Linked DNA regions of Mus musculus: all the other regions are linked to region 3. A link is a contact called in public HiChIP or PLAC-seq, Micro-C and promoter capture Hi-C data. All regions are on one chromosome and are shown on one strand. Each heading gives the region's core, a stretch centred on a gene start, on an enhancer-like site or on the middle of the called end of the contact. The rest is flanking DNA. Distances are from core to core; before and after follow the strand shown.

The links. Promoter capture Hi-C pulls out the DNA fragments that hold promoters and counts their contacts. A called contact is a pair of places that touch in the nucleus more often than the background predicts. HiChIP or PLAC-seq counts read pairs in DNA pulled down with a chosen protein or histone mark.
Region 1: a contact with region 3 is called in a Micro-C map of embryonic stem cells, with 3 times the contacts expected there. The contact joins the promoter of Jund here to the promoter of Upf1 in region 3. A contact is called at or near these places in 1 of 39 promoter capture datasets (neural stem cells), 1 of 484 Hi-C or Micro-C datasets (embryonic stem cells) and 2 of 115 datasets of contacts at active chromatin or transcription factors (both in embryonic stem cells).
Region 2: a contact with region 3 is called in a promoter capture Hi-C map of pre-B cells, with 3 times the contacts expected there. The contact joins the enhancer-like site here to the promoter of Upf1 in region 3. A contact is called at or near these places in 3 of 39 promoter capture datasets (cranial neural crest, liver and pre-B cells), 2 of 484 Hi-C or Micro-C datasets (embryonic stem cells and muscle stem cells) and 2 of 115 datasets of contacts at active chromatin or transcription factors (effector CD8 T cells and memory CD8 T cells).
Region 4: a contact with region 3 is called in a promoter capture Hi-C map of pre-B cells, with 2.6 times the contacts expected there. The contact joins the promoter of Gatad2a here to the promoter of Upf1 in region 3. A contact is called at or near these places in 5 of 39 promoter capture datasets (cranial neural crest, hematopoietic stem and progenitor cells, liver and 1 more) and 2 of 115 datasets of contacts at active chromatin or transcription factors (effector CD8 T cells and pancreatic cancer cells).
Region 5: a promoter capture Hi-C map of hematopoietic stem and progenitor cells shows a contact between it and region 3, with 4 times the contacts expected there. The contact joins the enhancer-like site here to the promoter of Upf1 in region 3. A contact is called at or near these places in 4 of 39 promoter capture datasets (frontonasal cranial neural crest, hematopoietic stem and progenitor cells and liver) and 1 of 115 datasets of contacts at active chromatin or transcription factors (pro-B cells).
Region 6: a Micro-C map of embryonic stem cells shows a contact between it and region 3, with 2.5 times the contacts expected there. The contact joins the promoter of 2010320M18Rik here to the promoter of Upf1 in region 3. A contact is called at or near these places in 7 of 39 promoter capture datasets (fetal liver, hematopoietic stem and progenitor cells, hippocampal neurons and 3 more), 1 of 484 Hi-C or Micro-C datasets (embryonic stem cells), 2 of 115 datasets of contacts at active chromatin or transcription factors (embryonic stem cells and pancreatic cancer cells) and 1 of 9 other capture datasets (adipose tissue).
Region 7: a contact with region 3 is called in an H3K27ac HiChIP or PLAC-seq map of embryonic stem cells, with 4 times the contacts expected there. The contact joins the promoter of Cilp2 here to the promoter of Upf1 in region 3. A contact is called at or near these places in 6 of 39 promoter capture datasets (cranial neural crest, embryonic stem cells, fetal liver and 2 more), 1 of 484 Hi-C or Micro-C datasets (natural killer cells) and 2 of 115 datasets of contacts at active chromatin or transcription factors (embryonic stem cells and large pre-B cells).

The regions. Positions count from the first base shown.
Region 1 is chr8:70,696,114-70,699,228 of GRCm38.p6, forward strand. Jund (jun D proto-oncogene) reads left to right here and starts at 1,626. Exons shown (of 1, transcript NM_010592.5): 1 at 1,626-3,115. The coding sequence starts at 2,945.
Region 2 is chr8:69,999,972-70,003,353 of GRCm38.p6, forward strand. No RefSeq gene overlaps it. Among named protein-coding and RNA genes, the nearest start is that of Gatad2a, 27 kb to the left of the region's middle. Within about 2 kb of position 1,455, at least 276 of the 459 cell types and tissues checked have an H3K27ac peak or open chromatin away from gene starts, as enhancers often do. A contact at or near this core is called in embryonic stem cells, liver, memory CD8 T cells and 1 more, where this site is marked.
Region 3 is chr8:70,351,251-70,354,674 of GRCm38.p6, forward strand. Upf1 (UPF1 regulator of nonsense transcripts homolog (yeast)) reads right to left here and starts at 2,029. Exons shown (of 24, transcript NM_030680.3): 1 at 1,528-2,029. The coding sequence starts at 1,743.
Region 4 is chr8:69,972,547-69,976,104 of GRCm38.p6, forward strand. Gatad2a (GATA zinc finger domain containing 2A) reads right to left here and starts at 1,837. Exons shown (of 13, transcript NM_001113346.1): 1 at 1,544-1,837.
Region 5 is chr8:69,919,082-69,922,351 of GRCm38.p6, forward strand. All of the region lies in intron 3 of Gatad2a (GATA zinc finger domain containing 2A), which reads right to left. Among named protein-coding and RNA genes, the nearest start is that of Tssk6, 19 kb to the left of the region's middle. Within about 2 kb of position 1,285, at least 268 of the 459 cell types and tissues checked have an H3K27ac peak or open chromatin away from gene starts, as enhancers often do. A contact at or near this core is called in hematopoietic stem and progenitor cells, liver and pro-B cells, where this site is marked.
Region 6 is chr8:70,775,456-70,778,566 of GRCm38.p6, forward strand. 2010320M18Rik (RIKEN cDNA 2010320M18 gene) reads left to right here and starts at 1,407. Exons shown (of 1, transcript NR_029440.1): 1 at 1,407-2,151. Pik3r2 (phosphoinositide-3-kinase regulatory subunit 2) reads right to left here and starts at 1,257. Exons shown (of 16, transcript NM_008841.3): 1 at 1,152-1,257. It overlaps Mast3 (microtubule associated serine/threonine kinase 3), which reads right to left. Exons shown (of 26, transcript NM_199308.2): 26 at 2,662-3,111.
Region 7 is chr8:69,885,918-69,889,074 of GRCm38.p6, forward strand. It overlaps Cilp2 (cartilage intermediate layer protein 2), which reads right to left and starts at 1,475. Exons shown (of 8, transcript NM_026818.2): 1 at 1,371-1,475; 2 at 517-615; 3 at 79-351. The coding sequence starts at 1,434. It overlaps Yjefn3 (YjeF N-terminal domain containing 3), which reads right to left. Exons shown (of 6, transcript NM_001353930.2): 5 at 3,070-3,157; 6 at 1,871-2,105. The coding sequence ends at 1,900. Gm33746 (a long non-coding RNA gene) reads left to right here. Exons shown (of 3, transcript XR_379069.4): 1 at 1-353; 2 at 677-990; 3 at 1,077-2,467.

The DNA of each region.
Region 1 (3,115 bases), core at 376-2,875, 340 kb after region 3:
AAAATTGAAGAATGACTGATGGGGTGTCGAGATGGCTCTGCGGGTAAAGGCTCTTGTTGCTCTTGTTGAGAGCTGACTTGAGTTCACAGGACCCACAGAATGGGAGAGAACAGACTCTGAAAGCTGAGGTCCTTCCCCAGCCTCTCAACAAGCCCTTTTCCTACAGAAATACAATTAAAAAAAAAAAGTCAGTCAGGACAGGCCGCTCCCGCCTTTAATCCCAGCATTCGGGAGTCAGAGGCAGGAGGATCTTTGAGTTCGAGACTAACCTGGTCTACAGAGTGAGCTCCAGGACAGCCAGGGCTACACAGAGAAACCCTGTCTCGAAAAGCAACCAAAAATGTTCAGGTCTTACTATTTCTTTACATTTTCCATGCCACTACAAAATGCTCTCCTTGCCTGATAGGGAAAGTGAGTCTCAACAGAGGTAAAACTTAATTTGGTACGTAAACCTGTCCCCAGTCAGCTCAAACCACCGCCTCCAGAGCGCACGCCCGCCCATCCCCCACCCGCCAAGGCCAAGTCCCAAGGTCAGGGCGGAGCCTCGCGCGCTCCGCCAAGCTCCGTACGGCCCCGGGGAGAGGCAGGCCTGGCGCCGGGGGCTGGCTGGCGTTGGGCCAGCACTAGCTGGCTCAGTCGTTTGGCGGGGGGCGGGGGAGGGGGTGCTGGCTGGGATATGGCTCGCGAAGCGCAAACCCCACGTGTGTGGTGAGGGGAGAGTCCACTCTATCTTTCTGGATGGTCACTTGCCTACAAAAGGGGATAAAACCTGGGTGTGTGGCTCTCTGAGGCAACAACTGGTCAAGGCTCGGGCGGGGGTTTGGGGGGAGGGGGGAGAACCCTCTGAGGCCTCAATGGCCTGGGCGAAGGTCCTGAGGTGCAAAGGAGCTCCAATGGGGTACAGATTGGAGAGGAGTCACAGAGAAGGGATGAGACTCCTCTCTGGTCTTCTAAGGGTTGTGTTGAGTGTGCTGGGACTTGTTGCTCCCACCTCTTCCACCTCCGTTCCCAGCAAGCAGAAAAGCCTGCATCAGGCCTGGTGGCATACTGTACTAATTAAGAGGGTAATTACCAGTCCGGATTCTCATTTGCAGGCTCCACTCTGGGACCCACCTCAGGCTCTAGAAGAGTCAAGAGTAAAAACGTGTACTGCCATGGCTGTCCAGAGGCCTGGCACCCTAGTTCTGTCCTTGGGAGGACAAATGTGTGGTAAATGCCTGTCCTTACAGCACATAGAAGGCAGAAGGATCACTTCTCAAGTCTAGCCTGAGCTACAGAAAAATTCTGTCTCAAAACAAAGGCAAAAACAAAACAAAACAAAAAAAACCCCACAAGCTCACCCCAGAACTTCCATCAGCAGGAGCCCCAGGTCAACCTGGGTTACAGCTTTTGCATAGTGCCCTTTAACTCTAGCACTTAGCAGGTCCACATCTGTAAGTTCCCAGCCAGCCCCAGCTGGAAGGTGAGAGATCCTTGCTCAAAACACAAAGTAAAACTCAACAAACCCAAGACTCAAATCTCATGCTAAGATGAGGTGATGGGCACGTCTTTCACGTTGAGGCAGTGAAATCACCCTCAGTCTTGGTCAGCTAGGGTACAGGGTGTCCTAATAACTGAAACCGAAGCAAGGCACAATGGCATATATTAGTCATCCAGAAGCCTGAGGTGAGATTTTGGGGGGTTCGGGAGGTCATTCTGGGGTACAGAGTGAGATTCTGTTTCAAAACGTCCCAATCCAGGGCCATAGGGTAGGCTTAGAAAGTAAACGTGACTGCACCCAAGTCGGACAGCCAGAGTGCCACACCGGGGAGAACAGACTCCCAACTCTCCTCTGACCTTCCTGGACACACACACACACAAAGCACAGATACCTACACAGACAAACACAGATACACAACCACACAGACAAACACACCAGCATGTAAAATAAAAACCGAGATCTGTAGGCCGAGGTTAAGAGACTCAGGCCTGTTACTGCCACACTTGGGAATATGAAACAGGGGGACTGAAGTTAAGTTCATGAATAGCGGAGTCTAGAGGATGAGATCCTGTCTTGACCCAAAACAAAGATTAAAAAAATTTTTTTTCACCGAGATCAAGAAAAAAACCTACAACTGATGGCTACCCTGGCTGCAGTTGGACTCCACACATCCCATCCTCAGTTTCCCCAAGGAAAAGGCAGGAGGTCAGCTTTTAGGGCGTTCGACTCCACCCTGTGAAACTGACAAGGAGCTAAGTAGTTGTGGGGACTCTCCAAGGGACCCTCCTCTGCCTCCCCCTTCCTGCCCACACCTGCCAGCTCCCAGCCGGAGGAACCCTGGCCGGCGCCCGGCCCCCGAGGGGCGTGCCTTCGGTGGGCGTGACGCGGGGCGTGGCTTCACAGAGGGCCTGGGTTTATGAGGCTCCACACATCACGCCACAGAAGTGCCAGAGACAGGGGAGAGATAGACGCACAGATGAGGTCCAGTTTGAGAAACAGAGAGGCAAGATCTAGAGGGAAGTAAAGAGGGGAGGAAGAGAAAGGGAGGAGAGGCAAGAAACAGCAGGGTAGGGACAGAGCCTGCCCGGCAATCCAAGCTGGGCGTGGTGACCCGGCCAAACCGCGTTCAGCCCCACCCCCATGACGTCAACCCACAATGCAGCGCGTTGTTGTGCCATGTAGCGAGCGTCGCTCTTGGCAACAGCGGCCGCCACCAGGCGAGGGCGTCCCGCTCCCGCCCCTTTATGCAAATCAACGACGTCACCTCGCGCCAATGGCGAGCGGGGGCGGTGAGCTCATCGCGGGGGCCGAGGCTATAAGAGTGCGCGCGGGCGGCGCGGGGCAGAGCGGCCGGCATCGGAGCCGGTCTGTACGGGCAGCGGACTGGGGGGCATACGGGGCCCCCCGGGGAGGCCGCGGCCACTCCCCCCGCCCCGGGGCCGAGCGCGGCGGGGGAAGGTGGGGATGGAAACGCCCTTCTATGGCGAGGAGGCGCTGAGCGGCCTGGCTGCGGGTGCGTCGAGCGTCGCTGGTGCTACTGGGGCCCCCGGCGGTGGTGGCTTCGCGCCCCCGGGCCGCGCTTTCCCCGGGGCGCCCCCGACGAGCAGCATGCTGAAGAAAGACGCGCTGACGCTC
Region 2 (3,382 bases), core at 205-2,704, 350 kb before region 3:
GCCTTGGTGGCGCACGCCTTTAATCCCAGCATTTAGGAGGCAAAGGCAGGCAGATTTCTGAGTTCGATGCCAGCCTGGCCTATAGAGTGAGTTTCAGGAGAGCCAGTGCTACAAAGAGAAACCCTGTCTCGAAAAAAGAAAAAAAAAAAAAAAAAGGAAGGTAGGAAGGAAGAAAGAAAGAAAGAAAGAAAGAAAGAAAGAAGAAAGAAAGAAAGAAAGAAAGAAAGAAAGAAAGAAAGAAAGAAAGAAAGAAAGAAAGAAAGAAGGAAAGAAAGGAAGGAAGAAAGAAAGGCAGGTACACTCAGCTACTGTTATTGGTCTACATCAACTGCTCAACTGTAGTATTACATCTTAACTGACACTTGTATTATTTACATCTCAAATCCAAAAACAATTATAACACGTATTGCTCTTGCAGAGAACCAGATTTCATTCCCAGCGCTCACATGGTGACTCACAACCCTCTATAACTCCAGTTCCAGGAGATCTGGTGCATGTGGTGTGCTTACATACATTTATACACATAAAAAACTTTAAATCTCCAATCCAGCAACATGCTCAAAGGTGAGAAAGCACTATGGTCTCATGGAGAGCATGCTCACATTAGCAATCAAAAATTGGTGCTGGGACCTAGAGAAATGGTTCAGTGATTAAGAGCACTGACTGCTCTTCTGAAAGTCCTGAGTTCAAATTCCAGCAACCACATGGTAGCTCACAACCATCCGTAATGAGTTCTGACCCTCTTCTGGTGCATCTGAAGCCAGCTACAGTGTACTTACATATAATAATAAATCTTTTTTAAAAATTGATAAGCAGTGCATTAGCTAGTGTCCAGCTCAATATATGCCCCCCCCACACACACACACACAACTAAACTACTACTGTACTGGTAAAATAATCCAAATAAATAATCAAAACTTTTGAGACCTAGACAGGGAATGCAATTCAGTTGATAGTGATTGCCCAGTGTGCACAGTGTGCATTCCCGGCCCCACATAAACTAGGTGTGATGGTGCACACCTGTCAGCTCAGAATTTAGGAAATAGAGGCAAGACACTCAGAAATCTAAGGTCATCCTCATCTTCATAGTTCAAGAACAGCCTGGGCTAAGGAAAAAATAATAATCCTAACCCTTTTCTTTGTCTGAAGTGAACTCTCTTTGAAGAGAGACTCCAGGTAGATACTCTAGTGAAATTCCTGAACCTCAGAGCCAAGGGCAGCCTAGTTTTATAATAAAAACTGAAGCAAGAGCCATGTGACTGAAGGATGAGTTTCCTTTCCCTGGTGGAAGCTGATTGCATCTCTTCACCAAGGCGTGGCCCTTCCTGGGTCTGGGGAATCAACTTGACGAACAGGCTGAGTGACATTCACGCCCATATAGGGAAGTGGGAGCTGGCCCAGGCAGCCCCACAGGCGTTAGGAAGGCGGGGCCTCTGCCAGCCAGAGACCTGTGGCTGCTCTCCTGAGAAGTCCCCTCGCACAGAGGAAGCGTTCCACCAGCACTGAGAGTGACCGCTGAGTAATGCCACAGACAGATAGCAAAAAGGTTATAGCCTCCAGGGTCGAGGGCCCAGGTCTGTCCCGGCATAAAGGAGACTGCTGAAGGAAGGATCGTAAATTGAAGGCTAGTCTGAGCTACAGACCCTCTTTTGAGAAACAACACAAAAAACAGGTGCGGTAATAATCGCAGCACTTCAGAAGAGGATCACTGTGAGTCTGAGGATAGCCTGGCTTGCAGAGGAAGGGGAGGGGAAGAGAAAAGGGAAGTGGGCTCTGGAAAGACGGCTTAGTGGCACTTGCTGCTCTTGAGTGTGACCCAAATACCCACTTATGGCAGCTCACAGTCGCCTCTGTGTGCAGCTCCAAGGGATCCAACGCCCCCTTCTGTCCTCTAAGGTCACCTGCAAGGCACATGTGCACAGATAGACACGTTAATAAAAATTAAATATATCTTTATTTTTAAAGGAAAAAAAAAAGAGGAAACGAAGGGAGAACTGTGTGTACTGACCCACCACTGTCACAGCAGCATGTCACGTAAGGATTAAGTTTTTATTTTTGTTTTTTTTTTTTTTTCCGAGACAGGGTTTCTCTGTATAGCCCAAGCTGGAACTCACTTTGTAGACCAGGCTGGCCTCGAACTCAGAAATCTGCCTGCCTCTGCCTCCAGAGTGCTGGGATTAAGGGCGTGCACAACCACGCCTGGCTGGAGGATTAGGAATTTAAGGGTTATCTTTAGCTACATATGGAATTCCAGGAAAGCCTAGGCTACAAGGAAAGGGAGGGTGACAGAAGGAGGGAAGAAAAGAAAGAGGCAAGAAGGGAGGAAGGAAAGAGAAAAGGGAGTTAGGTTAAAGCTATACAGAGTCACTAAAGAGTCTCTAAATGGCTGAGTTGCTTTGCACAGAGCTAAATACCACACCCTGCATCCCTGCAGGCATCTTCATTCATTAGAGTTGACCCAGCTTGTGTGTTGTGTATCTCTAGAATCACTGACCTACTGAAAGCAGCATCCTTTTGAGGGTCTGTGGGCTTGGTCCTGGTTTCCCCAGGGAAGCAAATCATTGTTTTTAGAGGGAAAAAGATCAGGTGCAATGGCACCAACAGGCCGTCGTTCGCACCCCTGTGCTTCCCTAGAGAAAATCAAGCAGACATCTACAAGCTATGGTGGACCACACTGTGCCTTTATTGAGATGAGTTTCTAGAATATACAGAAGCAAAGCCAGACTAAGCCCAGGAGCCCTTTCAGCCAAGCATTTTGTAGACAGGGCCTTAATATATAGCTCAAGCTGCCTGATATTCCTGTCTGTCTCAGCCTCCTATGGGATCACAGGCCTGTGCCACCACACAAAGCTGCTGGCTGAGTTTTTTTAAAAGATTTAAATTTTTAAATATTTAAAATTTATTTATTTATTTATTTTTCCTTTTTTTTTTTTTCTGAGACAGAGTTTCTCTGTAGCCCTGGCTGTCCTGGAACTCACTCTGTAGTCCAGGCTGGCCTTGAACGCAGAAATTCACCTGCCTCTGCCTCCCAAGTGCTGGGATTAAAGGCGTGCCCCAGTACTGCCTGGCAATAGTTTATTTTTTGAAAAAGGGTTTTATGTAACCTAGGCTGGACTCAAACTCTCTATGTAGCCAAAGATGACCATCAAGTTCTGATCTTCCTGCTTTCACCTCCCAACTGCTGGGATGATAGTCATGTGCTACGGTACATGGAACCCAGGGATTTTGTGTCAGCTGATCTACAGCTGTGTTAGTCAGTGAACTACAGTGACTTCTCCACCACCAGGAAGAGCATTTCTTTCAATTTCGAGTTTCTGAAAGAGAAAGCATTCTTCCTAGACAGGAGCCGCATAAGAAGAAGGAAGGAAGTGAGCTTACTCAC
Region 3 (3,424 bases), core at 779-3,278:
GCCCTTCTCCAGGTCCATGAGGCCCAAAGGAAACAAGGAAGGTCTACCCAGTGGGGAGACTAACAGGAGGACTAGCTTGCAGGGCCACCTCACTCCTCCAGGCAATCTGCCCTCTCCCCACCTCCTTACACTAAAGGTAAACAGCTAGAAACAACAAGCTGGCACACCTGATCCGCATCGCAACAGGAGCTGAGTCAGCCCTCTCCTTCTATTCGGGCTGAAAATGAGCCCAAGTGGGTGGTCTACCCACAGGCATGACTCAACCAGCCAGCTTGAAGGCCCTCCCAGAATGCGGTCTGAGATCACTGCTGAAGACTGGTGGTGGCTCCCTAGCCCTAAGTACAGATGGACTACAAGAACACCTGTGGCTCTAGCCTGCAGCTCCCCCCCCTCCCCGAGAGAATACAGGAAAACAAAGCCAAGAGGTGCCTGACACCAAGCCAGCCATAGAGAGGGAGAGCATTTGATGGGGAGGCAGAGGGGGCCTGGCCCTGGCCCAACCTGAAATGCCTACATCGGCAGCCTATCATTCAAAACAAAAGCCCCTCCCCAAGGCACAGTCACCCATGTGGTACCCATTGTGGGTAAGGAACAAAATTCAAACCCAACTTTTCCAAGCAGAGCCTAGGAGTTACATAACACCGGTTTCAGCAACAGGCAACCCAGAAGGAAAAACAAACCGGCAGTCACCTCTCCATCCACAAAGTGGGCTATTTCCACTTGAGGCGACAAAACCCTGGCTCTGCTCCAGGGAACCCCTAACCCAAACTTGAACTTGAACCCTGGCTGGAGGGGGTGGTGGATGAAGTGGCAAAAGGGTGAGATGGGGTGGTTGGACTAGCCAAACAGGTGACCCTGGAGGGCAATGTGGGTCCGTCCAGAGGATAGCAACTGTGGACAGGTCACCTTAGACATACCTAGGAGGGGAGTGAGGGAAGCTCTGGCTTAAGCCTTGAGCCGAGCAGATCCTGCGCTACAGGAGGGACACTAATGCAGGTCACTGCCCAGCCTAGCAGGGTGGAGGAAAAAAGGACAGGTGGCAAGTAGCTGGGACAAGAGGCTGGGAATCAGAGAAGATGGTAGGTAGCTGGGTGGGCCAGAGCAGCAAGGACTAGGGCAGGTAGCAGGAACCTGAGTCAGGTGGCAATGACTGTGGCAGGTAGACCTGGAAGAGGTAGTTGGAATAGGGTGGAAGCAGAGATCTGGGAAAAGGGCAAGTAACGGGAACCAGATCTGGTAATAAGGTACCAGAGACCTAGGGCAGGTGGCGGGTACCTGGGCAGTTTAAACAAGAATCCAGGGTGGGTAACTGGAGCTGGCCAATAGGGACTTAATGTTTAAGGAGCCAGAGCAGGAAGCAGTTACCCAGGCTTGTTAACTGGACCTGAAGCCGGTAGCTCGGACCAGCGCCGTCTAACTGGGACCTGGCTCAGGTTCACAGGGGCCCAAGGCTGGTTAACTGGGATCTAGCGCCGCAGCTCCCGCGCCCGCCCGGCTTCCGGCGCCGCCATGCGCCGCTCAACTCACTTGTGCGTCGAGCTGGCCGGCCGCGCCGCCTGCGCCCGCTCCGCCCGGGCCTCCCGCGCCGCCGGGGCCGCCGGGGGGCGTCTGCGTCTGGCTGGGAAGGGTGAAGTCGGTGAATTCGAACTCGGAGCCCTGGGTGTCGGCGCCGAGCAGCTCGGCCTCCTCAGTGTCCAAGAAGGTGAGTGTTTGCGAGCTGGGGCCGTACGCCTCCACACTCATCCTGCCGCCCGGGCCGCGCCTTCAGCGGGCGCCTCACCGCACTCGAGCCCGAGGCTTCGGCTAGGCCTAGGCCGTAATCCGGAGTAGCCGCTGCCGCCGCCCTGAGAGCCGGGCGGGCTCCGAGTCGGCCTCCGAAAGCAGAGCCGGGCCGCCGGTTCTGAGCTCTGAGTTGCCGCCGCCGCCGCCGCCGCCGCCGCCGCCGCCGCCGCCGCCGCGCCCCTCCGTAACGCTGCTCGCCTCAAAGCCGACCGCCGCTCTCAGACCCCTGGACAGGAACCGCCGTCGCCGCCACCGCTGCGGTGCGCGTGCGCGAGCCGGACGCCGGCACAGATGCGCGTGCGCGAGTCCGACGCCGGCGCAGGCGCGCGCGTTCCTCCCGGAAAGTAGCCAACCGCACCGGAGCACTGGGAGCTAAGCGGGAGGGCGGAACTCGCCGTGCGCCTGCGCGAAGAGGCGGGCCTTCAACCGCCTAAAGGACCTGGGCTCGCGAACTTGGCCCCGCCCCAACTGCTGCCTAGCGGTGCGCATGCGCGCATGCGACGTCCTCACCTCCGGGCTTCAGGGCTGGATGTTCGTTAGGTGCTGATTGAGGCTCTCTCCAGAAGGTTTTGGGTGTGGAGCCTGTGGCACGGGGACCACGCACCTGCACTCCTTGAACCTTAGTTACCCCGTCTGTCACTTGGCTCGTGGCCATTCTCAGTATTCATCGATTGAATAAATGAGTAGGGAGCGGGGACTCTGCCAAATGGTAGTCACTGCTACCCCGAGCACTCCTGAAGCCTGTGAAGATAAATGCTTCTTTTGTCTTGCGATCAAGTCGCACTGGTCCGAGCTAGCCTGGGAATCGCTGAGAAGGGGTCAGGTCCCCTAGAACTAGTTATGAATGGATGTGAGCTCCTCTTGTAAGCGCTGGGTGCACAACTCTGAGCCATTTCTCCGGCCTGTTTTGGTTTTGATTGAGGGTCTCACACTGTAACCATGGTTGGTTTGGAATTCGGGGGAATCCTCCTGCCTCAAAGTGCCTGGTGGTGGGGTGACAGGTGTACATGCAATGTTGACCACGGAACTAAGGGCTCTTGTGTGCTAGGCAGAAGCTACCAACTGATGAGCATCCACAGCCAGCTGCGAGACTTAGAGAAACACTCCTCCCTGGGTTTCCTTCCCACTCTTCAGTGGAGGAAGTGTAAGTGTTGCAGCTCTGAAGGGAAAGGCATTCCCCCCACAGAAGTGTATCTGCTCTGCTTGGGCAGGGGGAGGGGTGGAGGTGGTTCCCCAAAGTGTTTCAGCTGTGCTCCAAAAGATCCTGGCAATTGGGAGCCAAGAAATAGAACAAAGTCACAGCACACAACAAACCTAACACGAGATTTATTGCGAGGGAAAAACCCAGGAGGGTGGCTGCCTCTGCTTGGGTGGATCTCCCAGTAAGGACACTCCTTAAAATCCAAGCACTCAGGAGTCGAAGGCAGGGAGATCTCTGTAACTCTGAGGCCAGCCTTGTCTACAGAGCGAAGTTCAGGACACCCAACATTACATCATCTCAAAACACACAAAAACAGATGCTGAGTGTAGAGGCGCAGTCTCCCAGGACTCTGGAGATGGAGACAGAGCAAGGATTCAAGGTCATCCTAAGTTGTATAGCAAGTTTGAGGCCAGCCTGAGGTATATTAGAACTTGGCTAAAA
Region 4 (3,558 bases), core at 587-3,086, 380 kb before region 3:
GAGGAGTAAGAGTGGGTGATTACCACACTTAACTGCTTCCTCTAGAGAACTCTGGGTCTGAAGCACAAGCGTGGTGGCTATGCCACTCAAAGGCCAGCTGGATTCTCTTCTCTCAGGACACAGAAAGGCTGGCATGGTGTTCTAAGCTGCACAGGTACAAGGAGCTTGCTTCATGTACTAGAGCAGGGGGAATTCTCACATACAAGGGGAAAGCAGCTACGTTCCCCAGTTCTAATGCAGAAAACGTACAGCAATCACATCTCTGCCCCTTCACTAAGCAGTGAGGGAACAACAGGACTTGTAGAAGCTACAACTTCTCATCTGGAAATTAGGTATTATACATCAGAAGGATCATTTTTGGTACCTGCTATACCTGCAAAGGAAACTTGGCCCATGCACACTGAGAGCCAGGTATAAGCTAAGGACTGGAGGGTATTCACAGTGCTGTGGTGTAATGTTGCTTTAAAGAAAAGTTGTAACCACCGTAACCACCGAATGGTAGGATGAGAAGAACAAGAGGGAGACTCAGGCTCAGTATACAGATTACATCCACAACAGGTATCTATCGCTTTGTGAATGGACACACACATTAACAGGGACGTGGGAGTGCTGCATACTCCAAGAAGATAAAAAGAAGTTAATGCTGTCAAGAAAATGTAAGGCTCAGGAGACTCACCAGGACTTTGTCCTAAAGAATCCAAAGCCACAAGATAAGAGTGAACTACCTGAAGTGAGTCAGGTAGGTAGAACTTGCAGCCTCTGCTAAAACTGCAGGGGCGGGAAGGAAAAACAAAACATTCTGCCATACAGGTCTTAATGAGGGGTCCCCATTCATTTCAGGGTTCCGGAGAGCGCAGTCCGGCTGCGGCTGAGGCCTGCCCAGAAGCCTTTCCTTGTTGAAGTGATCAATTCCGATTCTTGGCATTAATCCCTTTAAAAGGCCAGCTGCTGCTGTCTAGTCACTGATGCCAACCCGTTCCAGGTGGAAGAAAAAAGAAATTATTGGAGCCACATCGTACACCCGGAGGCAAATTTAAAGTGGAGGGCCATGAGGAAAACAGGAACCAAGAGAGGGGGAAGGGTCCCATGGCTCCCCAGGGTCAAGCAGGAAGGGCGCGAGCCCAAGCAGGACGGTGGGGGGGGGGGGGGACCGGCCCTGCAGGCGTGGGCGCGCAGGGACTCTTATTCTGACACGGGATCCTCCGCCGCCTCCGCCGCCGCCGTCGCCGCCGAATTTAACGCCGCCGCCGGGCTCGGACCCCCGACCCTCCCGTGGACTCTCACCCCACGCCACTCGTCCACGTGCTGTGTGCCCGCCGCCCCCCTTGGGGCGGCCTCCCAGCCTGAAAAGCTCAGGAGGGAGTGAGGCGACTCGGCCACTTCCCGGCTCCGGGGACCAGGGACCCCAGCCCCACGTGCGAGGGCGGTGGGGAACTTTCCAGCGGCGCAGGCGAAGCGAACCGCAGCGCAGCAAACCGAATACGACCGCGCTCCCACTTTCCCGCGCCCCCGCCCCGCCTTGCCAAGTTTGCTAGGAACTTACCCGGCCGCGCGCCGACCGGGCCCAGGGGCAGCGCGCGTGTCCACAGGGCTGGGGGCGGGGGGCGCCGGCCGCGCGTGCTCGCTGCGCCTGAGGGGCCGCCCGGGCCCGCGGCGCTCGCTCCGCCGCTCCGCCCGCCCGCGCCGCCGGCCAGATAATGCGCCCCTCGGCCGCACACATGGAGCCCGGCGCCGGCGTCACCGCCCGGGACATGCGCACCAGGTCAGCGCGCCCGGCCCGCGGCCCCCAAAACACCGGGGAGCTCTTAAAGGCGACGCCACCCGCCCGCACCCGGATGGGCGGGGTCGGGAAGGGAGGGGCTCCCTGTGGGCGTGGTCTTATGTGGGCGTGGTTCCCTGGAGGCGAGGCTGGGCGGGCCTACCCGGAAGCACCGCCCTCCCAGCCCCAAAGACTGGCGACGCTGCGCTAAGCGACTGGGTTTCCCACTTGGGCTGCTAAGCGCCCCTCAGCCATGGCCAGCTTAGTGCACAGAGCTCGGCCGCGCCCAGGGCTGACTCACGCTGACCTCGCCCGAGCCCTGCACGGCCACCTCTTGTAACTCTGAGACGCGCCCGGGGCCTCGCAAAGCTTCCTCTCAGGAACTTCGGTGTTGACCTCCAGTGAGAAGGTGCGATCGGCTGAGCGGTCACCCCTCTCCCCCGGACCGCAGACAGTTCAACCTACCCACCAAGCCAATCCACCTGCAGAGAACGAGGTGGACGGCTGTCTCCTTCCAGTAATCCACATCTAGCCTGTGCCTCTGGAGAAGAAGGAATCCCCAAGAAAACAAACCTGCGCCCAACCCTCTCTGGTAACACCAAGGAGACAATAATAGCCAGAAAGGAAGCAAGTTTGGGGAGATTATGAAGCATCTGAAGCCAATTTACAATTTCAACAGGGAAAAGTACAAAGTTCATAGAAAACCTATTCCAGGACAGCGACATGGCTCAGTGGTTTAAAGAGGCTTGCCACCAAACATAATGACCTGAGTTCCATCCGCACAAGTTGTCCTCAGACACAAACACACGCTCATAAATAAAATATGTTAATTTAAAAAACACATCTGGAGTCATGGCTCAGCAATTAAAGGTACTGGCTGCTCTTGCAGAAGACCCAAGCACCCACATGGTGGCTTACAACCTACCATAACTCCGGTTCTAGGGTATTTATGCCTTCTGTCCTCATCATACAGAAACACGTCATAAAGAAATCTTATGAAGACAAAGCCCAGGGCTAAAGAGTTAGCTCAGTGGTTAAGGGCACTTCTTGTTGTGGAAGACCTGGGTTCTATTCCCAGCACCCACATGGAGGCTCTCCTCCTCAGGCAACAAGTACACATGTGGTACACAGATGCACATGCAGGCAAAACACTCATGACACATCAGTTTCTTTTAATATATATATATATAAGGGTTGGAGAGATGGCTCAGTGGTTAAGAGCACCAACTGCTCTTCTGGAGGTCCTGAGTTCAAATCCCAGCAATCACATGGTGGCTCACAACTATCTGTAATGAGATGCCCTCTTCTGGTATGTCTAAAGACAGCTACAGTGTACTCACATATAATAAATAAATCTTTAAAAAAAGAAAAAGAAAGAAAAGGAAATGAAATAAAGAAAATGAAGCCTCAAGGTAGGTGGATGAGTTCGTGGCCAGTCTGTACTATGGCTAAGACTACAGAGAAACTCTGTCTTGAGAGGAAAAAATGAAAAAGAAAAAAGAAAGTCTAGTGTCACAAAGCAGTTGTTAATATCAGAATCACTGAAACAGACTCCTGCCATGTTCCTATTCCAGCTTTGAAATAGTGATGAGACAGACACCAGGACTCCTGAAAACTGCTGAAGTACCTTTTTTGTAACACACATAACTGAAATGTGTTACTGCACAACTGTAATGTAATCTGATGGCTTCTGTTGTGTTGGGAAAAACATCAAAAGTACTTCTAATCTATAAGTGGGTCTCACCCCAAATTTGAAAAATTACAAAAATCCTCATCCTCAGCACTGCCTTCCCTAAGTC
Region 5 (3,270 bases), core at 35-2,534, 430 kb before region 3:
GTGTATCCCAGCACCCAAGCAAGTACCAACTTGCTTGTGGAAAGCAGCTCAGAATATGTCCACTAGATGGCACTGTGACACAGGATAAAGTTAGGTGGAAGTCACAGTGCAGATCTGTCTCTGTGGTTTGGGTTTGAGCAGGGTGAGGTGAGTCACTAGGTGAAGACTCTTTGGGTCCCCACCACTGGTTCCTGCCAGCTGTATTCTCAAGAAGAGTGGCATGGTGGGCAGAGGCTGACCAGCCAGCATCTGGCTGGCTTCCTGATTCCCACATGACAGCTATACGTGCACACTGGCCACAGCCTGAAGGCTTAAGCCTGGAGGTTCTTGAGAGTCAGGCTTCGGCAGCCCAGAAACCAGTCATTTAAAAGAGACCCTGGAAGGGCTGGAGAAATGGCTCTGTGATTAAGACAACATAGGTTTAAATCTCAGAACCCACAAGACAGCTCACTACTGTAACTTAAATTCCAGGGATTTGGACAGCCTCACTCAGACACACAAGCAGGCAAAATAACAATGCACACAAAACAAACAAATTATTTAAAAAAATTGAGAGAGCTAGTGAGATGGCTCCACAGTTAAAAGCACTGGCTACTCTTCCAGAGGACCAGGGCTCAATTCTCAGCACCCACACAGCAGCTCATAAGTTTCTGAATTTTCAGTTCCAGGGTATCTGACACCCTCACAGAGACGTACATACAGGCAAAGCACTGTTGTACAAAAATAAATAATATACAAATACATGAATCTTTAAAAACAAACAAACAAACAAACAACAAAACAGCTTAAAAAAAGAGACCCTGGGCATCTGTCTCCCTCGGGTCTCTTCAAACACTCCAAGTCAATCTCTCCTCCAACATTCCCACCGGCCCTCACCCGAGGTCAGGTTTCAAGGTGATCAGACAGCTTCAATTCCAGGTCCACTGACTGTGCATGCCACCAACTGTATATTGTGTAGCAGAGGAGCAGCCCAGTGCCGTGGCTGTGGTACTGGCCCAGGGGGGTGCCCAAGTGAATTAACAGCTGGGCTTAAGAGGCACCTATGACAGAGTTACAGTCTAGGACTGGCTTTCTAGGCAGACCAAAGGACACCCAACTGTGGAGTTTATCTCTTTCCTATCTTTCTGAGGTGAGTCGTCTAATAAAATTTGAGATGTCTGTGAGGAATGAGGGCACTGCTGGGGCAGAGACCATCCTGGACTTAGGCTTCCTTGGAAGACAGCCCTGACCACTGTTGCTCTCTGACCCCATCCTGGGCCCCAACTAATCAATTTCAGAGATGATGTCACTGCTATCAGTATCACTCAGCATCCCAGCAGCAGCCAGCCTGCCCGGAGTGAACTTCCTCTATGCTAATCAGGCCACCAAAAAGTCATGTGACAAAGGCATTTCCCTCTCTGGTCATGTGACCCTTTAACTGTGCCTTCCAACGTGAAAACCATGGCAACGGGCAGTTCTAACCGGTTTGTGACACACGGCCTTCATTTTGAGAAGAGAGGTAAGGGTTCAGGTGCTGTCAGAAAATGGAGGCTCCACTTTCCCCTTTCTGTGCAGCCTCCAGGCATCCAGTCGCCTGTGGTCATCTCCTACAAAAAACAGAGGAAACCACAAGCCCCTCTCCCTTCCAAACTGAAAGGCTTTCCGAAGCTCAGCTTTTAACAGAAATACCTTCAAGATTCTCTGCACTTTTCTAGATAGCTTTTAACTTAGGAACCAGAATACATGGATCAATCACAGGCACAATTTCAGAGGGAGCCTTTCATGAAACCCATAGGCATAAGAGTAAAATGAAGAGTGACATGGAGAGCTCTGGAGCACGGCCAGGCCGGCAGGGACAACTGCTTTTTCTGGATGCTGTGTGAACCTGTCCTACCTGTCTATGTTGAAAACACACAGTGATGAAGTAGCTTCACATCACCAGTAAAAATCTCCAGAAGCCAGCCAGTCTGGCCATTAGCACCAAAAGCTGTCTCCTACCAGGAATGTGTGCTGTGTCCTGGAGAAGGGGCTGAGCACTGGGATAGCCCACATCAGAGGAGGTGCTTGGATCCTATCCATGTCTCTTCAATCTGATCGGAGGAGGAAGAACACCTACATCAACTGAGGACCAAGTCCTCCTCAGGGCCAGCTTGGCTGTCATGGCCTATACACCTACTCTTCTGCACCCAAACCTTGCACCACAACACAGACTAGCTTGACTCACAAGTCTGTCCACCAAGCCCTGGCTAGCCATGATCTGTCTCTATCACCCTTCAATGGACCTCTGACCTTTGGAATGGCCTGTGTTGGCATTCATTAGCCCCATGGCACATAAGCCAAAAGAGGACATCAGACCTGCAGGGCCCCTTTGTTTCCTAAGGGACTGCTTTCAGATGTCGCCTTTCTCACCTAGTACATGTCTGTGTGAAAACAGACAGACAGATGGGACAGGATGGACAAGCATAGCTACCCTACCCTCTTGAATAGGCCTGACTTCCTTGTCTACACAGCTTGTGTGTCTCTAACTCACAGGAGGGATTCCCCATCCTCCCTATCCCTCTCACATGGGTGTGGTGCAGCCTCAGCTCCCAATAAGGGCACCCAGAAGGATCACGGTGCCTCAGTGCCAGGGCCATGCTGCTCTAGAATAAGTATTCCCAAGCACCCCAACCTTAAGGTCAGCTATGACTGAACTGACTTGGGTGGAAGAGGCTATGGGGCTTCTACACAAAGCTAGAGGCCCGTCCCCATAGTGACGCTCCTATAGGCATTAGCCTGTTCCTGTGGAGAGGAGATGCACCCACAAAGCTGTGGGTTAGTGACTTAGGCTGTTGAAAGTGCTCCACAAAGTGAGGGACTCCACAGTTATGCTGCCTCCCGCCTCCTGAGGGGCACTCTTTTACCCATGTTTCTCAGTTTTGAATGCTCAGATGTGTCAGCACCAAGCAGAGTAGGAGCTCTACTTCCCCAAGGCCGTGGGACAGCTTTGCTGGCCCTAAAGGACCTGTTTCACCTTGACAAGATGGGGCTGTCTGTGCAAAGCTAACTCTTGAGATTGGCATGTCTGCTACCAGGCCACAGTGGCTGCCTCTCCAGAGTAGGCAAACCAGCGTCCTGGAGGGCATAGACAGAAGTGTTGGACAATGCCAGACTCCCCTGACTCAGAGACCCAGGAGCCTGAAGCATGGGGCAGGGTTAGAACTCCAGGAGCGTCTCCAGCCTTGATCTGGATTAGAGGGGAGATTCCTGAGCCCTACTACAGTGTAGGGGAGATGCCTGTTCAGCCTTCCA
Region 6 (3,111 bases), core at 157-2,656, 420 kb after region 3:
ACACTGACAGCCTTTCTTCGGGGTGCTGGGAGCTGAATGCTTTGCTGTCCCCACTAGGGTTGTGGGAACTGAAGTTCAGAGCTCTCTGAAGAACCCCACTCATCAGGAGGAAGCCAACCACAGATGCACCCAAGTTCAAGGCAGGAACAAAGACAGTGACCACATGGCCAGTTAGACTTGGGGTTATTGGGGAACCCCAAGAAGGGGTTGAACACCTGAGCAGTGGACATGGCCTATCAAGAGCTGTGGCCTGGGTGGGCATCCAAGGAAACAGAAGCCTTGGTTCCTGCAGGGGAGGTTGAGACAGGGTGCAGGGGTGTCCCCAGCTTGCCTTAGCCTGGGGCTCTCTGGTGATGCAAGAGAGGGGAGGTGTCAAGAAGAACCATGGTCACCTTAGTGCCACAGTAGGATGGGGACAGGAGCTGGACACCCCACATTGGGTCCTAGCCTGGGTCCCCATTCCAGCCTGCAGTTGGGTCTTCTGTGCATCCTCCTGGGGGAGCAAGGCTGACAGGTCCTCGTATAGGGACAGGGCAATGCATAGACAGACCGGTTCCTGCAAAGGCCCGATGGTGGAAGACGCCTGTCTAGGATGCAGAGGCTTTCAGAAAGAAGCCATGAAAAAGGCGTTTAGCGTGCCAAGGGGAGGGTCTGGGCTTCATCCCCAGATCTCGGGGACCCGGTGCAGGTGTCCTAGAGGGACTTAAGGCTTTGTGGTCCAGGGTATCCGGTGTGACTCACTGTCCGGCCTCTTGTGGCCTGCATGTTATAGGTAGGGAAACTGAGGGTCGGAGAGGCCTCTCCTAAGAAAGCCACCCGTCTGCCCGCCCCCGTGCCGAGCACGTCTGCACACCATGGGGGGAGGGTATCGCGGAACCCCCAATGCAAAAGGAGGGGCCTACGATGCACGCATAGTCTGTGTGCTCACACAGACGGGCCCCTAGACCCTCGTGCACCCCGAAGACCCCTGGACGACGGAAGTGGCCGGATCCGGGGTCGTGTCCCGCTCTCCGCCCCGTTGCGGGCGGGGACCTCCCGGCCTTAGAGACCCTGTCTCTACCCCGCAGGCTGCACAGCCCCACGCTCAGCTCGGAGCCCGGTTTTGTGCGGCTCCTTCTCTCCTCGGGTCCTCCCCACCACCATCGACTCACCCACTCCGGCCGCCGTCGCCACCACCACGACCGCCGCCGCCGTCGCCGCAGCCGCGGGATCCCTGCGTCAGCCACCGTCGCCGCGGTTCCAAGCCTTCGGGCCCGCCCCCAGGCGGAAATAGCCGAGCGCACTCGGGTCGGGAGGGCGGGCCTTTCCCCCCACACGAGGCGGAGCCCGAAGACCGAGGCACGCGGGCAAGCCTCCGGAAGCTGCCGAGTGTGCTCCCGCGGGAATGGGAGGCTGGGCTTTGCCACGAGACAGCCGAGGCTGGTCGGAGACAGCCGAGCACGGCCGTCGGAGGCTCACGAAAACACTAGAAAGCGGAAGGGTCGGGAACGCATTCGGTCCGAAGCTGGGCTCGGTGGACTTGGGACTCTGAGATACCCGAGCCATTCCGGAAGCAGCAGAACGTGCCATAACAGGGGTTTGTTTGTGTTTTTTACGAAGTCGTGAACCTGCCAGACCGCGGAATGTGTCTGGGAGGAACCGAACGACCTCAACTCCAGGCCTTGGGAGTTGACTCGGAGGCCGCCGATAGCTTCCGGAAATTGCCGAAGGTCCACTGGACGAGCTCGGCAGCTGTACCCTCAATGGAGAGCCGCTGGTGGAAGGAATGGAAGGCGAAGGCACTGCCATGACAACCCTAGGCGTCCGGAAACAGCCGAAGTGTCTCCGGCCCAACACGCGCGAGAATGCGGCTTATCAGCGTCCGGAAGCGAGATTGTTTCCGGAAATACGGACAGACTCTGGCGAGACGGAGAGAACCAGAAGTTGCCGAGCTTGTTCGGCTGATTTCCGAGGGATTCATTTATCTATTTTAGCTCACCGCAAAGACTAGGGTAGAAAATTGGGACGGAGGGGTTGCAGCGAGAGTTCGGCAGTTAAGCATGCTCACTGCTCTTGCACAGGATCCAGGTTCAGTAAATTACAGCCGCGTATAACCCGACTGGAATTAAAAGCAAGAGCTATGACGCCCAGCGTTTTGGATTTTTCCTTTTTAAGATTTTGTGTTTTTCTTCATGTTCAACTGTGCGCCTTGTGAGTACCTGGTGTCTGTGGAAGTTAGAAGAGACATCGGATGCTCTAGAACTTGAGTTACGGCTGTGAGCTGCCATGTAGGTGCTGGGAATACAACCTGGGTCCTCTAGAAGAGCAGCCAGTGCTTTTAATCATTGATTCCTTTGGCTTTATTATTTGAAACAGGGTCTTGTTATTAGCCCAGGCTGTATCTGAACTCATGATCCTTCTGCTTCGTGCCTCCCCACGCCCCCACCTCCAAGTGTTAGGATTACATGTGTATACAGCCATGCCTGGAAACACTTCATTTTAGAGATGAGATTTTGCCCTATTGCCCTAGCCAGGATCCCAGCCTGCTAGGTAGCTGGGATGCAGGCTGGCTTGGATTAAGTGTTTAACCAAACCCCTATACAGCCAACAAAACTCACTTAGATGATATCGAGCCATCAGTTTTTCCCTACCCCCAGCCACTCACAAATGCACACACCAGTATCAGATGTCTTCATGGGACTTTATTTGATGCCAGCTCCAAGATGGGTAGAGGGCTACTCATGCACAGCCTTGGTCTCCCTTCCAGCAGAAGGTACTGGCTGCGAGTCAGGGAGGTGCAGAGGGTTTGAGTGCCTGCGAATTCCCCTCGTGGAGTGTGTAGAGCTGCACCACTGGCAACCTACTACATGGCTGCTAGATCACACAGCATGGGAGTCTGGGCTCCCCCATGGCCATGCTCACAGTAGGGCTAGGAGAGCCTGTCCTGGGCTGCCACTCTTACTGGACCATTGTGGGACATGCCTCTGGCCTTAGGAACCTCAGCTTCTTGGATCACACAAAGCTGGGGGGAATTCAGGTGTGCTCAGTGCACATGAAGTGTGCAAGTCACTGGGGTTAGTCCTGTAAAGAGGCACAGAATGGGAAAGACACTCCTCTAGAATTACACAGCAT
Region 7 (3,157 bases), core at 225-2,724, 470 kb before region 3:
GTGCCCTGCCATCACTGGGCCTTGCCCCTTAGGGTCGTACTGTACCCGCCCGCCCAGGCCTATGGGTCCCCCCCTTACCCAGTGGGCAGCGGAAGCGCACGTGGTAGTTGGAGCAGCGGCGGCCTCGAGGCTGCTCACGATTGAGACACCAAAAGCCACGCTCTGGGTTGGCGTGCACCCTTTCGCCCATTGCAGCTGGTAGCGCCCAGTCGGTGGTGCGCGCCTCCAGTGCCAGTGGTCTCGGGCACACCCGCGCGGGACCATAGTAGAATCGAATGGCGGCCAGGCTCTCGAAGTCGCCATCTCCTCCCGGGTGATCCACGTTGAACCACGACGTCCACTCGCTGGCCTCTGTGAGCATCGCACGCTGAGCCCGGGTCCCACCTCCCTAGTCTCTCCAGCTTGGAGCCTTGAGGCCCAAGGAGCTGTGATGTCCAAGGACTCCTCATTCTCCCTACCCTCCCCACTGACCCCACCAGGCCCAGATCACACAGGCGGGTTGCTGAGGTGACTCACCCTCCCAATCTTCCAGGGCTGGCGAGGGCTGGCCGGTATCTGGCGGCCGTCCCTGAAGACCCCTGGCGGTTGAAGTGTGCTCCTCGGTGGGGGTGGCATCTGTGGGAGTTCGAGGAGGCACAAGATAGGGACCACTGAGACCCCTCTTTTGGTGCAACAGGGGGAACATTGACTACCACATTTCACGGGATATAAAACTGAGGATCTGAGAGGCCAGCTCTAGCCCCGGGGACTGCAGCAGCACCCACTCCAGGAAGCCTTCCCATTACTAGCAGCGGACCCTGAAGCCCTGTCACTCCGCAGATCTGGCGACTCTATGTCCCACTACACCTCTAGGCTCAAATGTTCATCAAACACAAGTCGAGTGTATTAGGCTCTGCCTCTACCCGCAGACCGCTGCAGTCTCTTCCTGGAAGTCCCCTCCTGCCATATACTCTCCCGGGTCTTTCTAGGTGGGACGCAAGGTGCCAACAGGTAAGTCCTTGGTTTCTCTGGCCTTCCATCTTTCCGGGGTGGAATAGGAAGGCAGACAGGTTCAGACAAACCCCTTCTTCCTGGAGCCCCAGCCTTCTGAGAAATAGGACTGTCACCAGCCCCGCGGAGAGACAGCTACGACCCCTTGGCACAGATTTGGAAACCTGATGATTTACAATTCAAAGCCTTGGCCAAGTGGACCTTCCTGGGACGACGATGGAAGAGGTTTCTTTCACCGGCTCTCTGGGACGCTCATGAGGTGCTCCCCCGCCCGCTTCTGTGCCTGCGGCTGTCGTCCTGGTGTGTTTGTTTGTGTGTGTGTGTGTGTGTGTGTGTGTGTGTGTGTGTGTGTGTAGGGGGTGGTTCCCAAGGTATCTCACCTCGCGCTCCCGCTAGGTGTAAGGCGGCAAGGCAGAGATAGAGCAAGGGCAGAGGTGATGCCATCGCCAGGTCCGAACTGCTCTGCGAAGCTCTGAGATCTGACTGTGGCGGGCCTAGCCGCTGCTTGGACCTAAAAGGGCGGAACGGGCCACAAGCCACGCCCCCGCACACCAGACTGGGTCTTCTAAGCCTCCCGCGGTACCTCCGCCCTTAGACTGCCCTTGCCCGGTGTCCTGCGTTCCCCCCTCCTTCTCCAACTGGGTCCCGTGCTGTGTGCCTGGCTCCCTCTGGTCTGAAACTTGAAGCTGCTGGCGCCCTAGGATGCTGGACGTTCTCTATATTGTTAAACTTCGGTCCTAAGTACTGGAGGCCACCCCCCAGCAGGGGTCTGCTCTCCATTCTAAGAAACTCCACGGCGCAGCTCCTCCCCACAAACCCGGAGGGAAGTCTCCTCTCCACCCGCCCACCCCCTGGCCTGGTACACAAAAGAGGCAGGGGAGAGGTGGTGGAGATGTTTATTGGTGCGGTTCACAGTGAGGCCACGCAGTCGGTGCCAGTATATTTTGGCAGGTGCAGGCCAAACTTTCGGCGGACGTCATCAGGCACGAACCTGCCGGCTACAAAGTGGAGACGTCCGGAGAAGCGGCCGGCGCAGCTCTTGGGCGCTGCAAGGGACACCAGCACATCGGGCTGCACCGCGTCCTTTGCGTCTCCGCCAGCCTCCGCATCCCAGCCTGAGGGCGGAAGAGGGGGAGCTGAGGACCTCCGGCCCGGGACCAAGTCTGCTCTGCCTCCCTCCACGCACGCGGGTAGCGGTCAGACCTGCTAACCGCAAACCGCCTCCACCCTCCGACTACACCATTTCCACTGCTAGTCTGCCAAGACCCAGCCTCTGCCTTGAGCCGTGTCTCCTTCCGCAGAGGTTAGGAACCGCGCCTTGCTTAAATCAGACCTTCCTCACCCACCTCGGGTCTGACCTCAGCCTCTCTACCCCACCCTGTACTGTGACCCGAGACCCCCCTCCTTCTAAACTGTGCCCCCACATCCCTATCGTATTTGATTTCCCCCTCCGACCTGAGACATCTTGGTTCTCTGACCCACCTCGTGGTACTTTTGTTAGGACTCTGCCCTCTCCCCAAACCACCAGGAGTTTCGGTTCCACCCAGTCCACGAACCAGCAACCAGGACTTCTCTCCTGCCTCAGGCACTAACCAGAGCCACCGGCTCCTCTCTCTGATTAGAGGCTTCCAACTGCAGAATCCCTCACTTTTCCGGGACCACCTACTGTATCCCCCTAGGACTAGATATGCCTCGGCTTTGGTCGGGGATTGTCCTGGAGCAGTGTAGCTAGGGGACACCCCCACGCAGTCCCCACGAGAGGCTGAGCGCTGTTTGTCCTTAGCAGCTCTGGCCTGGCAGGCGTGGCCTCTGCCGAGTGAGCTCACAGGACTGGTGGTGGGTGGTGCCCGTGGAGCTGAGCACTCGGACCAAGGGGACACGGAGTCACTTGGGACAGCCACTTGTATCGCTCCCATCCTCAGGGCGGGTGTGAAATACGATGGGGGCAGACGCGGAAACCGAGGTTGAAAGAGTTGGACAAGGAAAACCGAGTTGGGGGAGGGGGGTGCAGAGGGGTAGAATTTAGGATGGATGGAAAAAAACAGGCTAGGGTAACCAGGCTGTCCCTGGGTGGCGTGCCTGAGGGGACGTCCAGGCTCACAAGCGGGATGGAGAGTCGCTTCAGCGTGGCCAGCGCGCGCGCGCAGTGCCCGCCTGCTTCAGCCAG